Linked DNA regions of Hordeum vulgare: all the other regions are linked to region 3. The links are chromatin contacts, called in public Hi-C maps. All regions are on one chromosome and are shown on one strand. Each heading gives the region's core, a stretch centred on a gene start, on an enhancer-like site or on the middle of the called end of the contact. The rest is flanking DNA. Distances are from core to core; before and after follow the strand shown.

Region 1 (3,292 bases), core at 265-2,764, 430 kb after region 3:
AGATACATTATATTTATTCATAGCAGCTAATTACAATTTCATTATATCATTTCTATATCTATGTGTAATGTGAATAATGTTTTTAGACCATCTTACAACTCATCAATAACCATCTACGTTCAAAAGAATTACTAAGCCCCGTTTTCTATATCATGTAGGAGGGAGTAGGTACACCGAGCCTAGTAGTAGGGAGTAGGTTTTCAAACAAGATTGCATATATATCTTCTATTCTTAAATAGTTGTTACCCACTACTTATATCATCAAGTTATGCATTTAGTCATAAGTATTCATTATCTATTTTTTTCCTTCTCATGCGACCTTGTCACATCATCAAGGCATGCATTTAGTCATAAGTATTTATTTTTCTTCATGTAACCATGTCACATCATCAAGTCATGCATGTGTTCATAAGTTATAGTATGTGCATTAATCTACATATTGTTTCACTAATTTTCTTAAGACATAAGAGGTATATACTTTAGAGCAAATATATGTATATCATGTTACACTTTTTTACGCATCTTTTGTCAGATGCTTTATATGAGTTATCGTTCTTACAATGTAAAACGAGAGCAATCTTAATATTTTTTAGCAATAATTTTTATTTTTCAACACCTATTTATACATTTGTTTATTATACTTTTTACAGCAACGCACGAGTCATCATCTAGTATGTATTTGTTGCGGGGAAATTGTGAACGCATGCTCACTGTTTGCACCGACGCTCCCGCCCATCTGCTCGATTGCGTGTTGCCGAGTGTGGGTCATCGGTCTGGTTGGGTATTTGACCATGTGAGAGGCTGGGGTGGAGTCGCATGCAGACGTGTGTCACAGGCTTTTGTGAGAGGACGGAAGTGCCTGCCTACGCTAGAAAACCGGGGAAGGATGCCGTTCCTCGGTTGCCACGACGCTTGGACACAAACACTGAAGATGCGACCGTCACGGGGCATGGCCTCATGATTCACTGCTCGGCGTCGGCGCTCGCGTTCGACGTTTGGTTGAGCTACGGCGGGCTCGCATCGCAGCAGCAGGATTCCTGTGGCTCAGCGAAAATACAAATATTTATTTACAACTACTCCATGGTTGAAACTGGGATGCGGCTTTTGTTGCAATCCAAGCTCAGGAAGAACCGGGAATGTGAAAACGGCCAGGCAGGCTTTACCTCGCCCCCTGTCCCCACCGCCCCTTCCGGGAAGTTTCCCGCCGAGGACACGCGCGCGTGAGGCCAATGCGAAAGCAGCGCCGACGTGCTGGTTCATCTTCATCGCCACAGCGGCATGCACCGCACATGCAAGTGCTGTGTCGTGTGCCTTGGAGTGGAGGACACACCGTCTCACACACGCAGTAGGAGGGCCGAAGGCACAACCTCAAACCCAGCCACCCAGGTGGAGTACAAAAATCCAGAGCGGCGAGCTTGACTTTTATGACCACGGAGCAGAGAGCCAAGGAAGGAGACGCACCTCACGCACGGGGCTCTCTGCCCCTCCCGCACGTTAAATCATCCGTCAAGTCTCTCTGGCAAGTGGCAACGCGCTGGGCTCTGCCGACGGTGTGCAAGCGCGTAGTGGTCACATGCGGTGTAGTCGGTACGTACTAGTAGTAGTAGTACGTTGCCGTGTTGCTCCCTCCTCGACCGTGGACTCGTGATCGATCGATCGATCTGCATGGGAGACGCGCAAGTGCTTCTTCTTTACTATGCCCTTGTTTGATTTCAAATAAGTCATCAACTTATAAGTTGAAAAATACAAAAAGTGATTTATTTTATCAAACAAACCTAACTTATAAGTCATAAGTTGCTTCACCCAAACTTAAAACTTATAAGTCATTCACTTTTACATAAAAAAATGACTTATAAGTCAGATGACAACCAAACAGACGTGACTTCACTGGTTATAAATCACCTGACTTATTGAAACCAAACAGGGCTATAGCCGGTTTAGTTAATACGTACATGCGCCCTTGTTTGCAGTCTCTGCAAGCTGCAATGCATGGCGCGACAACCCTGCGCTTCTGCAAATGTTCATTGATAAGAGAGACCGGAGGGATGACCGTGGCTCGGATCTCGGCGTCTGTGAGGTCGTTTTCTTTTTCCCTTGGTCTTCCCCGGCAGCATGGGTGTTTCGCACTTGGATACAAGAAAACAGGTTCGGAACTGAAAACCTAAAATTTATGAACCGATTTTATTGTCCGGGGTGGTTACACAATTGGTCCTGAAAACGCAGTCGAATTCCAAGTGACACAGTGGCCATCGCTCACGTTCCCTATTGCAGCTTAGTCCCTACCTTTGTCCAAAGTTGAAAGTGCCGATCGACGCCTGCCTTAACAGAAGGACGAGAAGCCGTCCGTGTACACGGCCTGTTAAAAAGGTGCCAAGAGGAGGAGGAGGAGTTATTATGATGATGACACGGTCATCATCCATCCATTCCTCCTGCTACACGTGATGTTCCCGGTGGGCACCCCCTTGGTGCCTGGGTATAAAGTACAGGCAGCCCTTTCCATATCGTCATCAAATGTATCACACGCGCTACCGAAGGATAAGAGGTAATAACACTAGTAGTGCCTAAACTTGCCATCGATGATCATTTTGGTGCTTGAACTTAAAAAATACATCAAACTGATTCTATAACTTGGTTGTATGGTTCAAATACGGTTCAAATCACGTCCAGATACGTATGTACTGTTAACTAGGCATGCCAGCATGACGTGGGGCCATTTGTAGTGACGGACAGACAAACATCATAATTGTACGACTAAATGACCATCAGGTCTCACCTGTGAGTGAACAACTAAAATTAATAAAAAATAAAGATATCTTGGTATTCGAACAAATGACATGTATGCTATCAATGACCCGGCCTAACCACATGACCAAGGTAATTTTATTGTATACTACATACCGCTTCTGTTTATTTAACTAACTCCACCGTGGAGTTAAATGAGTTGCAATGAGTGTCACCCATTTTCCACATGTTAGTTATTTTTCTTCCTTAAAAATTACAAAAGCATTCAAACTATAATTACAATATTAAGAAAACATTAAATTTAATTTAAAAAATAATGAATTTAAATAATAATAATAATAAATTAATAAAATGTTGTCGGAATTTTTAGAAGGATTTTGATATATAATAAAATAATTTTACAATTTCCAAAAGTTCATACATTTTAAAATGTTCATCTAATTTTCAAAATCTTCATCTTTAAAAATATATCCACGTGCTCTCTATTTGGAACTTCAGTTTTTTCCTTTTTATGTGACCCTTCCACATGTGAACTTTTTTCGTTTTTAGA
Region 2 (3,157 bases), core at 640-3,139, 280 kb after region 3:
AATCTCCTTTGTCATCACGGGTGCCCGGGGTAGGGCAGAAGTTTAGCCAAGTCAAGAAGGCCTCTCGTATTCAAAATAGGCCAAGGTATTACGTAGATGATACACGTAGCCACCCAATCCGTGAGTGAGAGAGCTTCACATCCACACCAGAAAAACAAAGTCAGTCAACCCTTAACCAGTAGGTCAATACTACTACTAGTACTATAATTCTCCATGAAATTAATTCCGTTCCATGAGATATTTTTCGCCAAGACAATGACCCGACGAGCTTGAGCAACTCAACCACACAGCCAATGAGAAGAGCCTTCGCAAGCGTACTCGTGGAAGTTTCTTCTACCCATAGTCTTCCCATTTTCTAGACAAGCCTCCCTGTGACCAGCTATCCGAAACTTGGCAACAGTCACGCCATGCATTTCAGCTGTTTTACCGTGAAAACACACGCAGGGATGAAAGTCCCCGGTAGAGAAAAATAGCAACTGTACACACGTTGCATTTTAGTATTTTTATTTCTTCTCGTCTATATACAGTACTACTAGTATACATACTCATCTTCCCCCACACGGCTTAGCTACACACCATAGCTGTACACAAGTACTGCATCTGGAATGGAAATTCCCGAGCCGTGGCCGCGAGCGAGTGTCGCCGTTCCAAATCTGCAATTGCTCTACCGCTGTTCGGTAGCCCGCCCACTTGCGCGACGAGCTCGGCCGTATCGATCGCGCGGCAACAAATCTGACCAGATTTATCCATCGATCGGCCACAGCGCACCCAAGAAAACTCTAAAGCCCACTTGCCGGTCCGCAGCTTTTGCGTGCCGTGCGCCGACTTAACAGCCACTGTTGTCGTAGCAAAAAAACATTATCATCTTCCAGGCAGCGGCTGAATAGCTTGGCTACTAGTGGTTGTTCTCTCCATGAGATTAAACCGAGAGAGTGCGTGTGTGGTGTGTTATCTACAACGATCGCTGTGGTGCTCCCGGGCGAGCAAGCGCTGGACTTTTCTATCTGGAGACTGGTGGATCCGGATCGTGTCCTTGTCACGTATGGACGGACAATGGCATAGGTGTTTCTGGCTAGTTTCTTGTTTGTACCGTTCCCTTGCCCTTCCCCGGCTTGGCTAAGAATTTTCCCGTGGATGATGAGGTTGTAGATCGCCAGTCCAATCCAAAGACTTCCAGAAATAGGCTCCTCACTAGTCCATGTCACACTGCGACAAGCCAGCACACGGCATCTCCCCGTCTATCTATCTATCTATCTTTTTTTTTTTGGCTGTTATCTATCTATCTATCTGAAAACACGCATAAGCCCAATCCACTTGCGTAAGCAACAATAATTCCGCCACAAACTTGATCTGAAAAAGGGACAAATCCAAAGCAATATAGAAAGGAGAGGAGGGATGAGGCGTGACATGGCAAAACAGCTGCACCCACGGGGCGGCCAGCTCGCATCAGCCGCAACAAGAACCATCTTTTCCATCCCAAGGCCATGCTACGATCTATCTATCCATCTATCTACACGTCTATCTTCATCATCCAGCTACATAGCCCTTGAGCGGTTGAGCCAACCCACGAGCAGAGTGACCCACACCCACACCAGCCCATCGGCGAGCCACGCTCTGACCACGTATCTATGTCTCGATCGACCCTTGAGCCCACGGGGGGTGACGTCAATGCAAAGTCCAACACAGCACCGGCCATTTTTTTATGGTTTGCGCTCACCGGAAAGCGAGGGGAAAAAATTGAAACAGCAGAAGAAAATATAGGTAGCAAACCACGAGCCACGCGGAGCGTGGTATGGGTGGGGTGTGGGCAGTGTGGCACCGTACCACCCATGCCATACACGACACCCACCCTGCCGCCGGGATCCTATATATCCCACCACATCGCCTCCCTCAGCGACCAACAGAAGACACAGCAGCCATACTCCCTCCCGTAGCTACTCCTACCAGTGTGCCGCTACTGACATGGACAGCACGAGCTGCCTCGCGGACGACGCCACCACCAGCAGCGGCGGCGGCGGCGCCTCCACGGACAAGCTCAAGGCTTTGGCCGCCGCGGCGGCCGCCGCGGCGCCGATCGAGCGCGTGGGCAGCGGCGCCAGCGCGGTGCTCGACGCGGCCGAGCCGGGCTCCGAGGCCGACTCCGGCGGCGGCCGTGCGGGGAAGCTGCCGTCGTCCAGGTACAAGGGCGTGGTGCCGCAGCCCAACGGGCGGTGGGGCGCGCAGATCTACGAGCGGCACCAGCGCGTGTGGCTTGGCACGTTCCCCGGGGAGGCCGACGCCGCGCGCGCCTACGACGTCGCCGCGCAGCGCTTCCGCGGCCGCGACGCCGTTACCAACTTCCGCCCGCTCGCGGACGCCGACCCCGACGCCGCCGCCGAGCTCCGCTTCCTCGCCGCGCGCTCCAAGGCCGAGGTCGTCGACATGCTCCGCAAGCACACCTACTTCGACGAGCTCGCCCAGAGCAAGCGCGCCTTCGCCGCGTCGGCCGCGCTCTCCGCGCCCACCACCTCGGGCGACGCCGGCGGCAGCGCCTCGCCGCCCTCCCCGGCCGCCGTGCGCGAGCACCTCTTCGACAAGACCGTCACGCCCAGCGACGTCGGCAAGCTGAACAGGCTGGTGATACCGAAGCAGAACGCCGAGAAGCACTTCCCGCTGCAGCTCCCGGCCGGCGGCGGCGAGAGCAAGGGCCTGCTCCTCAACTTCGAGGACGATGCGGGCAAGGTGTGGCGGTTCCGCTACTCGTACTGGAACAGCAGCCAGAGCTACGTCCTCACCAAGGGCTGGAGCCGCTTCGTGAAGGAGAAGGGCCTCGGCGCCGGAGACGTCGTCGGGTTCTACCGCTCCGCCGCCGGGAGGACCGGCGAAGACAGCAAGTTCTTCATTGACTGCAGGCTGCGGCCGAACACCAACACCGCCGCCGAAGCAGACCCCGTGGACCAGTCGTCGGCGCCCGTGCAGAAGGCCGTGAGACTCTTCGGCGTCGATCTTCTCGCGGCGCCGGAGCAGGGCATGCCGGGCGGGTGCAAGAGGGCCAGAGACTTGGTGAAGCCGCCGCCTCCGAAAGTGGCGTTCAAGAAGCAATGCATAGAGCTGGCGCTAGCGTAGAGTTGTTACTATTAGCTTGATCTCTCTCTCTCCAGCTAGGCGGCGGTTTTGG
Region 3 (3,209 bases), core at 606-3,105:
GAAAGAAGAAGACACCACGTGCGGCGAGAAAGAAGAGATTAAATCCTCGGTTTTGTAGTCCGGAGTATAATCGTAAGCTTTTGCCTAAGGGGATGCGGTATGCAGAAGAGGAGGAAGATATAGAAGAGGAAGAGGAAGAAGATGAGTCTAGCGAAGAAGAGGAGGAGGAAGTGCCTACAAGAAAGGGGAAAGCCACGAAGAGAGGAAGAAGGAAGTGAAGTGAAGTGCCATTGATATGTTATGAATAATCTGTGAACTTGTCGTGAAGTGAACTTGTCGTGTAGTGAACACCTATTTTATCTTGAATTTGTGAACTTGTCGTGTAGTGAACACCTTATGTTATCTTTAATTCATGAACTTGTCGTGAAATGAAATGAAATGCATCTTATGTTATGAATAATTTGTGTACATGTCGTGAAATGAAATGAAGTGCACCTGTTATGTTATAAAGATTACATAATTCAAATGATAACGATTACATAGTTCAAATCATAAAGATTTTATAGTTCAAATAATAAAGATTACATAGTTCAAATGATAAGGATTACATAGTTCAAATGATAAATATTACATAACAGGCTGATGGATACATGTCATTGTAGTTTCAAATGACAAAGATTACATAGGCTCATTGGCGTTAGGTCGAGGATTGCAGCAAATGACATCATATTTTTCTTTGACCCATGCCCAACGAGAAGCTTGCTTCGGAAGTGGCGAAAAAGGTTGCCTCACTAACCAATCAATGACTTGACCATGATTGTGAATGTTAAACTGCTGATGTTCTTACCTTGTTGCACATAATGCAACTTCCATTGCAAGATCACGCCGACAATCTTTTTCCTTCTTCTTCAACTTCTTGATCTCGCTCTCTTTTTTGTCGATTATTCTTTTGGCAACGTCTTTATAAAAACAGTAGTTTGAAAAGGCTCTACACGCCGCATTCAACGCATCATCGACTGCCACCCAGTAGGTTATTTTTTCCTCAATAAATTTACGTTCACGCTTCGTCGCCGCCTCAACGTAAATGAACGGTCTCATCTTGTATTTCAGAAAATGACTACTCAATACACACTAAATTTAGCTAGGGTTTTTCTAAGATGTAAAAAATGTAAGATGTACAAAATGTATCATAATAAGGAGGTTTAACAAAAAAAAAATGGATGAATCGGAGGGGAATACTACAAGGAGCAAAGTTTATGGACAGATTTATGTTAGGAAATCACCTTCTTGCTCGGATTCAACAGGGGTCTTGAGGGGAAGGAGATAGGAGGAGAGCAGAAATGAAGCAGCAACCTCGGAGTGGATGGTAGGGGAAAGTGAGTGTGGTGGGACCCACACCAACAGTCCACCACATAGTCTAGTTGGGTTCAGCACCCAGACGTCAGAGTCCCTGGAGTCTGGTCATATGTGGTCAGGACCAGACGCCAGGGTCCGTGGCGTCTCGGTGCGCACAATAAAAACCAGTAGGTTTGCACTAAATTGGACATATGAGACGCCAGACCCTGGTTACAACAGACACAAGTAGGTTTGCACTAAATTGGATTTATGAGACGCCAAGGACCCTCGCGTCTGGTCCTGGGGCAGACGTCAGGGACCCTGGTGTCTGGCCCCTTTGCCACGTCATCTGGTCAACGGCAGAGCTGACCGACTGAGCCCAGCCAGACGTCAGGGTCCCTAGCGTCTCTAATGCAACCCAGAAGTCTTGACGTCACGGAAAGAGATCAGTTTTGTTAATTTTTTCAAACGTGGGTCGAAACTGCATTTTGTTTGTTGTAACACAAAATTTGACCGTACTTTTGGCCTAGTGAGCTTTCCACGCGGCGTCGCCTGCGGAGTCCCGAAGCTTCTCGACCCGCCGCCCCCACCTCTCTGCCCCGCAGGTACTTCAGCCGAAAACCTCGGAACATTTATCCATCTTGATTTCTTCGATCGCCTCCAGCCAGTTGGGTTCTCCGCCAGTCTCTCCCGTCTCCGCCGCGCTTGGCCCCGCCCGAATCCATCGGTAACTTTTCTCGTTGTTCCACAGGTGGTGGGCTGGTGGCAAGGTTCGTCCTCCTTCCACTTTCTTTTGTTTTGTGCCGCAAGCACGGATAGATTTTACCCCTTTCGTGAATCGCGATGCGGGGCTGATTGTATCCAGCGTTTCTGTTCCGGACTCCCATCTACGCGACAGATACCGTGAAATCTTATTCTCGACCAGAGAAAACCTTGGTAGTGCGTGGTTGCGTGCCACCGAAGATTGGATAATTTTCCTCCTAGTAATGACCATTGAGATCTGTTTAGGGTTCATGCTCATGTAAGATTTGGTTTAGGTTGTAAGGTGTTCTGGACAACTGTCCAGAGTCTGTTGAACAATTGCGAAGTTTTCACCACTAATTCCTACATAGTGAGAAGATAGACGACGGAAGCTAAGGCCCCAATCTGATAGCTGTATTAGCTATTCTGTAGTTAAATCGAGAAGATATGGTACACATATACTCCATCTGTTCACAAATACTCCCTCCGTTCCAAAAATAAGTGTCGTGGTTTTAGTTGTTTTTGGAACAGAGGTAGTATAATAAGATGTTCTAAAAAAAATCTGAATCGGATGTATATGGAATTATAGACATGTTCTGGTGTGTTTGTTCAGTCATTTCAGTCTGTGTAATCCATATTGAAATATCCAAAACATCTTATATCTGTGAACAAATGGAGTAATATAGTAGACATACAAGAATATGAAATCTGTCTTCCTGCTCTTCTTTCCTGCTGATGACTTGTGGCGGCAATTTTATTTTCTTATGTTGCCTTGTGACCTCCTTCCATGAGGAGGCCACGGATTCAATTCTTGGAAACAACCTCTTGCAGAAATGTAGGGAAAGATTGTGTACAATAGACTCAAAGTGGTCGGACCCTTCCCCGGACCCTGTGCAAGCGGAACTACGTGCACCGGATTGCTATACCATTTTGTGCTTCTAATGTTTATCTGCACCATTCGAGCTAGTATGTTTTGCATAAAAAATTAGAAGTGTGCTGCACCTTTTCATCTAAAAATTCATTTAGGCTTTATGACCTTTATTTTCTTCACTGCAGAAACAATGGGCAGGCGCAACAGCTGCACCATTTATGTCGGCAATCTCCCTGGGGACATTCGTGAGAGGGAGGTTGAGGATCTCTTTTACAAGGTAAATATTCAATTGTGTAATGATTCTTGCAATAACTTTCATTGT

The links. Hi-C and Micro-C count contacts between places; a contact is called where the count stands out from the background.
Region 1: a Hi-C map of seedling shows a contact between it and region 3, with 4 times the contacts expected there. The contact joins the enhancer-like site here to the promoter of LOC123444166 in region 3. A contact is called at or near these places in 3 of 6 Hi-C or Micro-C datasets (leaf and seedling) and 1 of 1 datasets of contacts at active chromatin or transcription factors (embryo).
Region 2: a Hi-C map of leaf shows a contact between it and region 3, with 3 times the contacts expected there. The contact joins the promoter of LOC123444167 here to the promoter of LOC123444166 in region 3. A contact is called at or near these places in 2 of 6 Hi-C or Micro-C datasets (leaf and seedling) and 1 of 1 datasets of contacts at active chromatin or transcription factors (embryo).

Annotation. Positions count from the first base shown.
Region 1 is chr3H:444,857,892-444,861,183 of MorexV3_pseudomolecules_assembly, forward strand. No RefSeq gene overlaps it. Among protein-coding and RNA genes, the nearest start is that of LOC123444167, 150 kb to the left of the region's middle. Within about 2 kb of position 1,515, at least 2 of the 3 cell types and tissues checked have open chromatin away from gene starts, as enhancers often do. A contact at or near this core is called in seedling, where this site is marked.
Region 2 is chr3H:444,712,318-444,715,474 of MorexV3_pseudomolecules_assembly, forward strand. It overlaps LOC123444167 (AP2/ERF and B3 domain-containing protein Os01g0693400-like), which reads left to right and starts at 1,890. Exons shown (of 1, transcript XM_045120804.1): 1 at 1,890-3,157. The coding sequence starts at 1,963. The coding sequence ends at 3,105.
Region 3 is chr3H:444,427,839-444,431,047 of MorexV3_pseudomolecules_assembly, forward strand. It overlaps LOC123444166 (serine/arginine-rich-splicing factor SR34-like), which reads left to right and starts at 1,856. Exons shown (of 14, transcript XM_045120802.1): 1 at 1,856-1,880; 2 at 3,073-3,164. The coding sequence starts at 3,078.